Linked DNA regions of Mus musculus: region 1 is linked to region 2. Evidence: chromatin contacts called from public promoter capture Hi-C data. All regions are on one chromosome and are shown on one strand. The core of a region is the stretch at or near the end of the contact, and the rest is flanking DNA. Distances in the headings are between cores, read along the strand shown.

Region 1 (4,616 bases), core at 40-2,539, 610 kb before region 2:
CACATGGGACCTTGGCTGCTGGCAGGACTCTTCCGGCGTAGGATGTGAGCCCCCGGTCCCCCAGCAGAGTTAAGGGCGCCTCCTTCCAGAGGCTGGAGGTGGAGTTCGGCCCCACGGTACTGCAGTACCCCTAATAGGGCTCCCCCGTCCCAGTGCAGAGATGCCACCGACTCCGGATCTCCATTGATGGTGCCAGTCAGGTAGGTACCTGGCTCTGCCCCACCCAGCATCTCAGGTGCCTGGCCCAGGTACTGTACAGTCAAACCCTCTACCTGCACCCCAGGGTCCTGTTCTAGTTCTAGTAGCAACATCTCCCCAAAGGCTGGCAATCGGTACAGCAGCCTGGCAGGAACGCCTGATCCAGGTAGGATGCTACTGCCATTGAGCTTCTCTGGAAACACGATCTCCTCCTCCCGGGGGAGGGGGCTGGCGGGCCACGCTAAGGACAGGAGGAAGGCCAGCAGCAGCAGCCTCCGCCACTGCACAGTGTGAAGCGGCAAGCAGGGTTGGAATCTTTGCAGCCAGTGCCCAGTCAAGCCCCTCCTGGGATGCAAGCCCATCTGGGACATGGTACCCGGGCTGCAGCTGGGATGGATTGAGGCCATCTGCGGCACCAAAATGCTCCACACCCTAACTGTGGAAGGCTCCTCGTTAAAGCCAGAAGGGCTTTGGGGCTTGTGCCAAAATCTGAGGCAAAGTTTTTAAATGGGCTAGGGACTTTCAGAGAAGATGAAAAAGAAAACAGCCCCTGGGCTCAGGAAAAGTGCCCACGGGTTCTTTCTGCTCCAAAACTTCCTCCTTTGCCTTTCTGTCCCAGGTCTTTGTCTGTGACTCCTTGGCTTCTCCCTCTGCTCAGCTGTCTGGCTTTGCCTCAGTGCTCGCCCTGTCTTTGCCTCCTCCTCCTCCTCCTCCTGCTGCTGTCTCTTTGTCTCTGTCTCTCTCCTCTTCTGTCTCTCTCGTTTCTGTGTATCTGTGGGTCTTCCCCGGGTTCTCCCCAGCCTCTCTCCCCTCCAGCTCTTTTAAGCATCCAGAACCGCCCTCTGTGTGTGAGTGGCAGATCTGTAAGCCACTCAGCCAGAAGCTTGGTCACTGGGACTCTGAAGGATGGAGGATGTATCATTGCTTCCCAAAGACCTTAGTGGTTTTCTTTTTTCCTTAAAAAAGAAGGGGGGGGGGAGGGAAGGGACTTGCCCAGGGGAAGGGAATCTCTAGCAAGCAGATGCATTTAAGGCACTGAGCCAGCTGATGACACATCTTTTTTCCCAAATCCCACCATCAGCCCTCAGCTGTCTCTTTCCCGGTCTTTTTTTTTTTTTTTTTTTTTTTTTTTTTTTTTTTTTGTGGGACAGAGCCCCAGGGGAGGTCAGGACTGGGGGAAAGGGTCTGGACAGCAGTCACAGATGAGACTCTGTCCTGGGAGAATTCAGGTCCTTCCTATCCAGCCTGGTCTAGCCTATGCTTCCTCACTTCCTTGAGGAAGTCATTTATGCTACCCTTTACCCCAGAGGCTAATCTGTTAGAGCCAAGCTGTCTGGGTTTAAAAGGAAGTGGTGAACAGGTAAGAAAACATTAGGAGAGAAAGAAGAGAGGATGGGACCAAGGCACTGAGAAGAAGAGGTGGTACACACAGGAAGGCAAGGAGACAGCTGTTAGAACTTTGTTAGAATGGAAACAAGAAAGAAACAGACAGAAAAGGAGGAGCTAACTACTTGTCTTTTTATAGGAGGAACATCCAGAGTAGGTCTGTTCTCATTCATTCTCCTTCTCTCCCTCCCTCCCTCTCTGAAGCCCCCCCCCCCCCCCCGAGTTACCCCAGCGTCTAAAGCATAGAACAGCCATTCCACCCTAGGCCTCCTCCTCCCCAACTTCCTGAGTGCCCATTTCCCTGGCTCAGCTCCCAGGAGATTCCCCCAGGCTCTTGGCCCCGTTCCTACCCACACCCAGCTACCCCAGCACACCCCCACTACCTCAAGTCAGCCAGACCCTCACCTAGACAAGACCTGCGCTCTCTCTCTCTCTCTCTCTCTCTCTCTCTCTCTCTCTCTCACCCAGAAGTCATCTCTGCTACTTCCTTGACCCCACCTTTCAAATCCAATAGTTCCTGGAATATCTAGTAATCTTTGACTCCTCATTTCCCATGGGGGGAGGGGAGGAGACACACACACACACACACACACACACACACATCTCAGAGAGAGAGAGAGAGAGTGAGAGAGAGAGAGAGAGAGAGAGAGAACCTGGGATGGGGATAGTGACCAGTATGTGTATGTGTGTGGGTGTTAGAGGAGGGAACTAATGACTCTTCTGCTTCCAGAACTGGGGGGGACTAAGAAACCAAAGCACACTCTCTCAAGGCAAGGAAATGAAGCATTCAGGAGCGGGGCAATTTCTGCTCACTCCACCCTATGGCCACTTGTTTCCCCAGGAAATCCCCAGGAAGGAGAGTACACTCAGCAGTCCCTTCCCTTTCCCAGAGAAGCCCCACCTCCCCTGCCCCTGTCCCCTTATTCATTCTCTGCCTGGTCAGCTCCTGTCCCCCACATCATATTCCTCAGAATGCTTCCTCTTCCCCCTCCCTTCCTGCTCCCGTCACTAATACCTGTCCTGGTGCCTATCACTTCCTGAACTACCCACCCTCTGGTGATTTCCAGTCTCACCTCTTGACCCATCACATGCCCTGACCCTCCCTGGTCCTGAGCAGAGGGGCTGAGGCAGGAGGAGTCAATCACACAAGGGATGAGGGACCAGAAGGGACAGGGGCAAGAGGAGCTGTCACCAGGATACTCTTATTACCCCTTTCCATCCCCCCATCTGAGCTGAGAACAAAGAGTGTGACTAAGCAGTGAAAGACAAAGGGCCACAGAGTGGCAGCTACAGCACGTGGGGAGGGGGGTGCTGGCAGAAGGAGAAGGCACAAAAGATGCAGTGTCCTAGGTAGCCCCCCAAGAGTTCTCATCCCAGTTCCTGCTTGAACTACCCCCAGGGCTAAGCAAGCTAGAGTCTGTCTTGACTTCACATAGGATGGATTAACACAAAAATGAGGAACCCCCCCTCCCATCATCACCACATTTTGTGTTTAAACTATATCTCAGGAAGAAAGGCCCAGAAAAGGAGAGGTGGCTGTAGAGGGTAAGGGGACCAAGCCTCTGCCTTGACTTTCTGGGGACCACCTTGTCTACACCAGGTCTTGGTCAGTTCCCACAGCCAACGGATCTCTGGCCCCACCCTTTGGTATGCTTCCCATTAGGTCAATTTTTAGCCTAGAAATCTGGCTTTCTCCTCTTCCTCTGCAACAAAGAATGCTCGGTGCCACTCCCCTGGTCTGTCTGCTCCACCCAGCTGCACCGCTGGTGGCCTATGTCCCAGGGACCCTGTCTGGGGGAGATGTGGAGGAGGTCTCTTTCCAATGAGAAAATTGGAGAACCTCAAAGAGTGGGTGGCCCAGCTGGAGCCGGGCTTGGAGACAAAAAGACAAAAATCAGTCTCCAGGGCAGGAAAACTCTTTGTCCATACAAAATTAGGCTCAGAGTCCTGGAATTATTACATGTCTATGTTATTAGATACGTCTGAGGAAGACTGTGGCACGTAAGACCGTCCAGGATGGAGGCGGGTTACTAGGTATTGCTAAGGGTGCTCCCTGAGTCTGTGACTTGGGCATCGCAGGGATTGAAGAGTCACTGTCAGAGCATTTCCCCTCCCATTTGTAAATTGCTGCTTCCTTATCTTTGCACCAAGTGCCCCCTTGCTCCACCACCGCTCGTGGCCTTGGCTGTGAATTCCCGTTTGTTGTGACTTGCCCATCTGCACTTGAGTCCCTTCACACAAGCCCGTTTCCGGACCTCTGGAAATGAACACTTTTGGATTTCGTAGTAAAGAGATAGTCATCAAAACTTGGGGGCTTCTGTCGGAAAGCAGGACTACCGCAGGAGACTGACCAAGATGGTAAGATAGTCAAGGAACGCCCATACAGAGAGTGCGTAGGGGACCTAGAGGGAGCGCAGTTTCTAAGGAAAGTTCGAGTGCAGAGCGTGGACCTAGCGGGAAGTGCTGGATTCTGCGCGAAGTTGCCTCAGGAGAGAGCAGTAAATCTCTCACGCCCAGAGAAGCCGTGGGAGGGACGCCCTTACTAAAGATGACGGCAGTCGTCGTTATTGAAACGCAAGTGAAGCTGAGAAGCGGAATCCGGATGTTGTTCCGTTCGCAATTGACCTCCCTGCCAGCTTCCAAGATGGGGACTCCGTTGTGGCGATAAGAAGGGAAGCCCACCAGGGGGCGCGCGGGAGCGACTTCCGCCCGGCTCTCCTTCCTACAGTCTGCAGCCCGGTAAAGATGGCGGCCCTGAGGGCGCTGCGCTGCCTCCGTGGGGTCGGAGCCCCGGTGCTGCGGCCCGGGTCTGGGATCCGCTTGCCAAGTCAGCCCAGCAGGTGAGGAGGAGGCGGTCCCTACATGCGGTCTCTGCAGAACTGCAATGTCTCCACTCTGAGGACATTTCAAGGGCTCTGTGACCCCTGAGGAGAGAATGACCCAGGCCTGTAACCCTCCTCACGCAGACCAGATTTCTTCCTAGGTTCCTAGGTGCAGCCAGCCTCCTGTGGCAAAGGATGGGAAATAAGGGA
Region 2 (4,765 bases), core at 2,157-4,656:
CTCGGCTGTCAGCCTCCCGAAGCTTCTGGAGCCTGAAGTCTCCCTCACAGGGATTGACGGCAGACGGAGGAGCAACACAAGCACATTTACAGGATGAGCCCGAGGTGATGGTTTCCACAGTGTAGAAGTCTTCCTTCCTGGAAGCCCCCTGGTTGATCCTCTGGCAGGCATCTCGGCCCAGCGGTCTCACCACACACTTGCACTGACAGTCAGAGCCCTCAGACACAGCCTTGACCTTGTCATAGTCTCCCAGCAGCTATACACAGAGAGAGAGAGAAAGAGAGAGAGAGAGAGACTGAGCTGGAGGTATGCAAATGTGTGTTCCTCAAGGATGCGGTCATGTCATTTTGCCAAATGTGTTGCCCTAGCCAGAGACTGCATTCAGCCCTGAGCCGTGGAGAGAACAAGTCATCGATCATAATTCGCTGACACAGACATTTTCTCGAACACACTCAGGGTTCTTCTTGCATGAAGGCCTTGAAAAGATGTGTATTTCACAGCAGAGCCTTAACCTTTTAGCATTAAAAGAAGAAAAAAAAACCCAAAACAAACAAACAACAAAAACCAAACCTCATTCTTTCAATAGCCCTGCCCCTCAGCTCCAATCCAGGTTTATATTAGAAATAGAGACAGAGTTGAAAGAGGGATCAGAAAACTGGTCTTTGTGAGGACTACGGGCTTCATTCATTCATGACTTACAGAGTACCTCCTCACGCCAGTACAAAGTACACTGAGTGGTAGTGATGGCCAGGCAAAGAGCCTGTTCCCATGGAGACCACTGTAAATAAGCCACCCAGACTAGACAATGCTTCAAGCCCCTGAAGAGCTGAGATAACACTTGTGCTAGGAGATGAGGCTCTACCTGGGATCTAGGGAAGACCTCTTGGAGGAGGTGGTATTTGATGTGAACCTTCAAGGATGGAACCTTCAAGGATGGATTAGATTGACAGAAAGAGCTGGTAGAGGCAGAAAGAAAACAGGTCCAGGAGTCGGTAACGTTTACATAGTCTAAGAGTTCCTTTGGCTCCTGAACCAAAACCCCAGGCCAAAACCAGAACAAAACTAGCTGTGCTTGCTGCTTCTACAATGTTAAACATTTCCTTCTGGGTACACGCTCCTCCCAGGCTCCCTATTCGGGCTCTCTGCTGTTCCTACCCTGGAGGAAAGTCCTCTCACCCTGTAAGCCCCATCAACTCATCCCCAAAGCTAAGGCTCCCATCCTAACCAGGCAGAGGGGTTCCTTGGTTGACTAATGATGGCAGCGGGTGGGTAGGCTCGGAGCCTGCAAATGTTCCTTGCTGTCTGCGGGAAGAAGGCATGTAATGTTTTCCTTGAGACGGTTGGGTTTCTGCTAAAGCTAATGTTTGCTTTAGGATTGTTGTGAAATATAGACTCCACCAGTGGAAGCAGGAGGTGTAGGTAGCTTGGGGTGACGTAAGCAGCCAGTCTCCCCACGTTGATAGTAAATCGTTCCCGTCTCCTTTCTGAAACTGCCTAGATTCCTACGCAGTCCTCCTTAGAGAACCCTGGATGGGTGGGTTCCTTCCCTTCAGGGGGCTCCGGTTTCAGGCAAGCTTTTGTTTATGGTTTTCCAGAGTCCCAGTGGGAGGGATTTGAAGTCTTTTCGATTTAAGGGTCAGTATGAGGTTATGGGTGGGCATAGGGCATATGTTAGCATAATTATTAAAAGAAGAAACCAGCGTTTGATCAACCCCAAAGTAGGGCTGACAGCTCTCTCTACGGAGAGAGAAGACCCAGACTGAGGGCCTGGAGGAGGTACAGGCAACGCACTCAGCATCCTTCCTCGGACAGTATCCATCCCAAGGACCAAGGAGACGCCCACTGTACACCAGCATGCCAGCTTTGGAAAGCAGGAGTGCCACATAAGTGTGAGAAGCGTCCCTTACAGTCCTGAGAAGCAGGCTGGAGCATGCTGGAAGCCAGGCTCTCCCTCTTTCCCTTTTAGCTTCTGCTCTTCATCTCTGAGAGGGCTGGTAATCAGGGTGTTCTGAGGACTGAGTTAGTTCATAAACGGACACACTACAGCACGAATCACCATCCTGGGTCGCTTGGCCCCCTCTGGGAATCAGCCACAACTGTGTGGCTCGGCACTGACACTCCACTCCAGGTACACCAGGTCTTAACATAAATCCCTCTGTTTTGGAGTCCCCCTCATAAGCATCACACATGTAGCACATCACACACTCTGTCTTCACCAAGTGCTTCTGTCCGAGTGTCTCCTCTGAAGCCATAAACCACCTCCCATGGCTTATACCTATCCCATCTGCCTCCTTTCCAACTTGTCCTCCTGTTTACACATTCCAATTCTGACAGGCAGTCTCATAGGCAAGAGGGACTTTTCACAACCATTACATCACACACACACACACACACACACACACACACACACACACACACACACACACACACACACACCCCTTTCTTCTCAGTGGTATTTTCCTTTCCTCTCCTTTCTCCTGACTTGGTAAGCCTGAAACACTCCACAGTTGTGACCCATGCCCTTACTTTTTAACACAGTACTTTAACACAACCCAACAAAACTAAAGTCAGGGCTGTAGAATCTCCACTCTTAGTGCAGGTAAGAGGGACCAGAAGTTCAAGACTAGCCTCAGCTATAAAGTGAGCTGGAAGCCAGCCTGGTCTACGAGAAAGCCTGTCCAACACCAAACGAGCAATATAGTGTGATAAACTAAAAGTGAACATCCACTTCACTAAAAATACAGAGAAAAACAGCTGCTCATAAATCTTTCATCCAGGACCAGCCTCAGGTCCTTGAGGTCCCCCAAGGCAAGAGGGGTGGGCACGCGATTCCTCATCCTACCTGAGATAAAACGTTCTCCTGGTTGTCCGCCTCGTTTTGCAGAATGTCATCTTCCGTGGGCTCCACTGTTTGCACATCAGGGGGCTCGCTTGTCCCTGTGGGAGGTGTAGTGGACCCCCAGACCTGTGCCACCACCAGAGCAAAGCAGAGAACCAATGGCAGGGGATAGGCCATGAGAGATGCGACAGTAGGGACTTTAGTCCCTACAGAGACCACCTTGGGTCGGAGGTCTCAGCAAAGACAGGCTGGAAGGCGGCTTCACTGGAGTCCGGAAGAGTAGATGTTCAGAGAACCGTCTAACGTCTAAAGCTGGGTGTGGCTGAGTGGAGCAGGACTGTGCTCCCCAGAGACCCTGAACATCTCCTCCCAGACCCCAGCAGCTTAGACTGTGCAGAGAGGACACAAGAAAGAGGTGACTGAGGGAGCAGAGGAGGGCGCCGGCTCGACGAGGGCAAGCCGCAGCAGCGTGAGCTCAGGTGGAAGGCTAGCGCCGGGAAACTCGGGACACCCGGAGACTGGGCGCAAGATGGACAGTGGCCACAGCGCAGGAGGCAAGGGAGGGCTGCTGGCCCAGGGCGCCGCGGGGCTGGCGCGGAGGGAGGGCGGAGCCTCTATTGTGCCGGGCAGAAAGATGCAGCCAGTGACGGCCCGGAGGAGGAGGACCGGGAAGCGCACAGACTTGGGCGCTGCGCCCGGGGACCCCGCCTCCTCTAGGGTTCAGCCACTGCGCTTAAGCGGGCGCCGGCTGGCGTGGGAAGGGCGCTGCTGGCCTTGCATCTGATTGTAAATGGTCATCCGAGAGGGACTCCGTGTGCCTTTTCTCGAGTTTTCTTCACGCCCGAGCTCCGGGGGAGCCCTGACTTGCTCCCTGGACTGCAACCGGGACAGCGGAGAAACACGACCTCTTCTCTTGAAGTGTTTTATTGTTGTTGGTTTTTGTTTTGTTTTGTTTTGTTTTCCGGAACTTGACTCCATCTGGAGTACGGGAAGCTTTGAACTTACGAACAATTGTAATCTTCATGTCTGCTACAACCCTAGAACCTGATAATACCCCCACCCAGAGGATGCATCTTGAACCTCTGACAGAATGTGGAGGGAGTTGGATACATTTTTAAAATATGGAGAGTGGCTACAGGTCTCTGCTGTCTCTGCTGTTCTGTTTGTCCTAGTGACTTCCCAGAATCAAACGCCTACCACAGGGAATGTCTCTTGCAGTCTCCGTGGTTTGGGACAAATGGACAGGCCTCTCTATCTGGCCAGATAATCTCTAAAGGGTATATACATGTAATGGTGCGGTCCTCTTTTGGGCTCTTTAATTAGTGACCCTGAATATGCCTACTATGAAGATTAACAATGTGTCACTTTTGGAAAGAGCATTAAGTCTTCTGGGACAATTGCCACTCTGAAATACTCAGCAGAGTCAGGTCGATTCTGAGGGGCTCTAGCAGAGCTGAGCATGGCAGGCATGGCTCTGGCAGGCCTTGCCTTCTCCTAGCCCATCTTCCTTGTTAAAAACCGTTCCATTACATTCCTAAAGCCAGCCACCAAGATCTAGTCCCCCTTTTGGCCGACTCCTGCCCCCTGAGGCTATTAAGGGCCCCTCCCTTTGGCTGCCCTAATTAATCTGTACAATCAAAAATAAACCCCTCATCTAAACAGGGGACTTCCCCTTTACCTTTATAAACTGTCATTTGCCTATGTGCCACATCTGCCTCCTCTCTATCCAGAGGCAGTGTTCCTTTCCCCTTCTCCTTCATTCTCTATCACCTGACTTGTATTCCCTGCCCTTTGTTCCTTGGGGGCAAATAAATCTCCTTTGGGCTGAGAACTTGGTCTTGGGATGTCTTGTGCTGGATGCATATCAATCCCTTCAAATGCAAAGACCTAAAAGATATTCTACCCCCTAGAGAAATCTGAATACTT

Evidence for each region. Promoter capture Hi-C pulls out the DNA fragments that hold promoters and counts their contacts.
Region 1: a promoter capture Hi-C map of the 3T3-L1 cell line shows a contact between it and region 2, with 3 times the contacts expected there. The contact joins the promoter of Adamts4 here to the promoter of Olfml2b in region 2.

The regions. Positions count from the first base shown.
Region 1 is chr1:171,246,802-171,251,417 of GRCm38.p6, reverse strand. It overlaps Adamts4 (a disintegrin-like and metallopeptidase (reprolysin type) with thrombospondin type 1 motif, 4), which reads right to left and starts at 1,289. Exons shown (of 9, transcript NM_172845.3): 1 at 1-1,289. The coding sequence starts at 569. Ndufs2 (NADH:ubiquinone oxidoreductase core subunit S2) reads left to right here and starts at 4,296. Exons shown (of 13, transcript NM_153064.5): 1 at 4,296-4,424. The coding sequence starts at 4,330.
Region 2 is chr1:170,643,173-170,647,937 of GRCm38.p6, reverse strand. Olfml2b (olfactomedin-like 2B) reads right to left here and starts at 3,406. Exons shown (of 8, transcript NM_177068.4): 1 at 2,843-3,406; 2 at 1-256. The coding sequence starts at 3,016.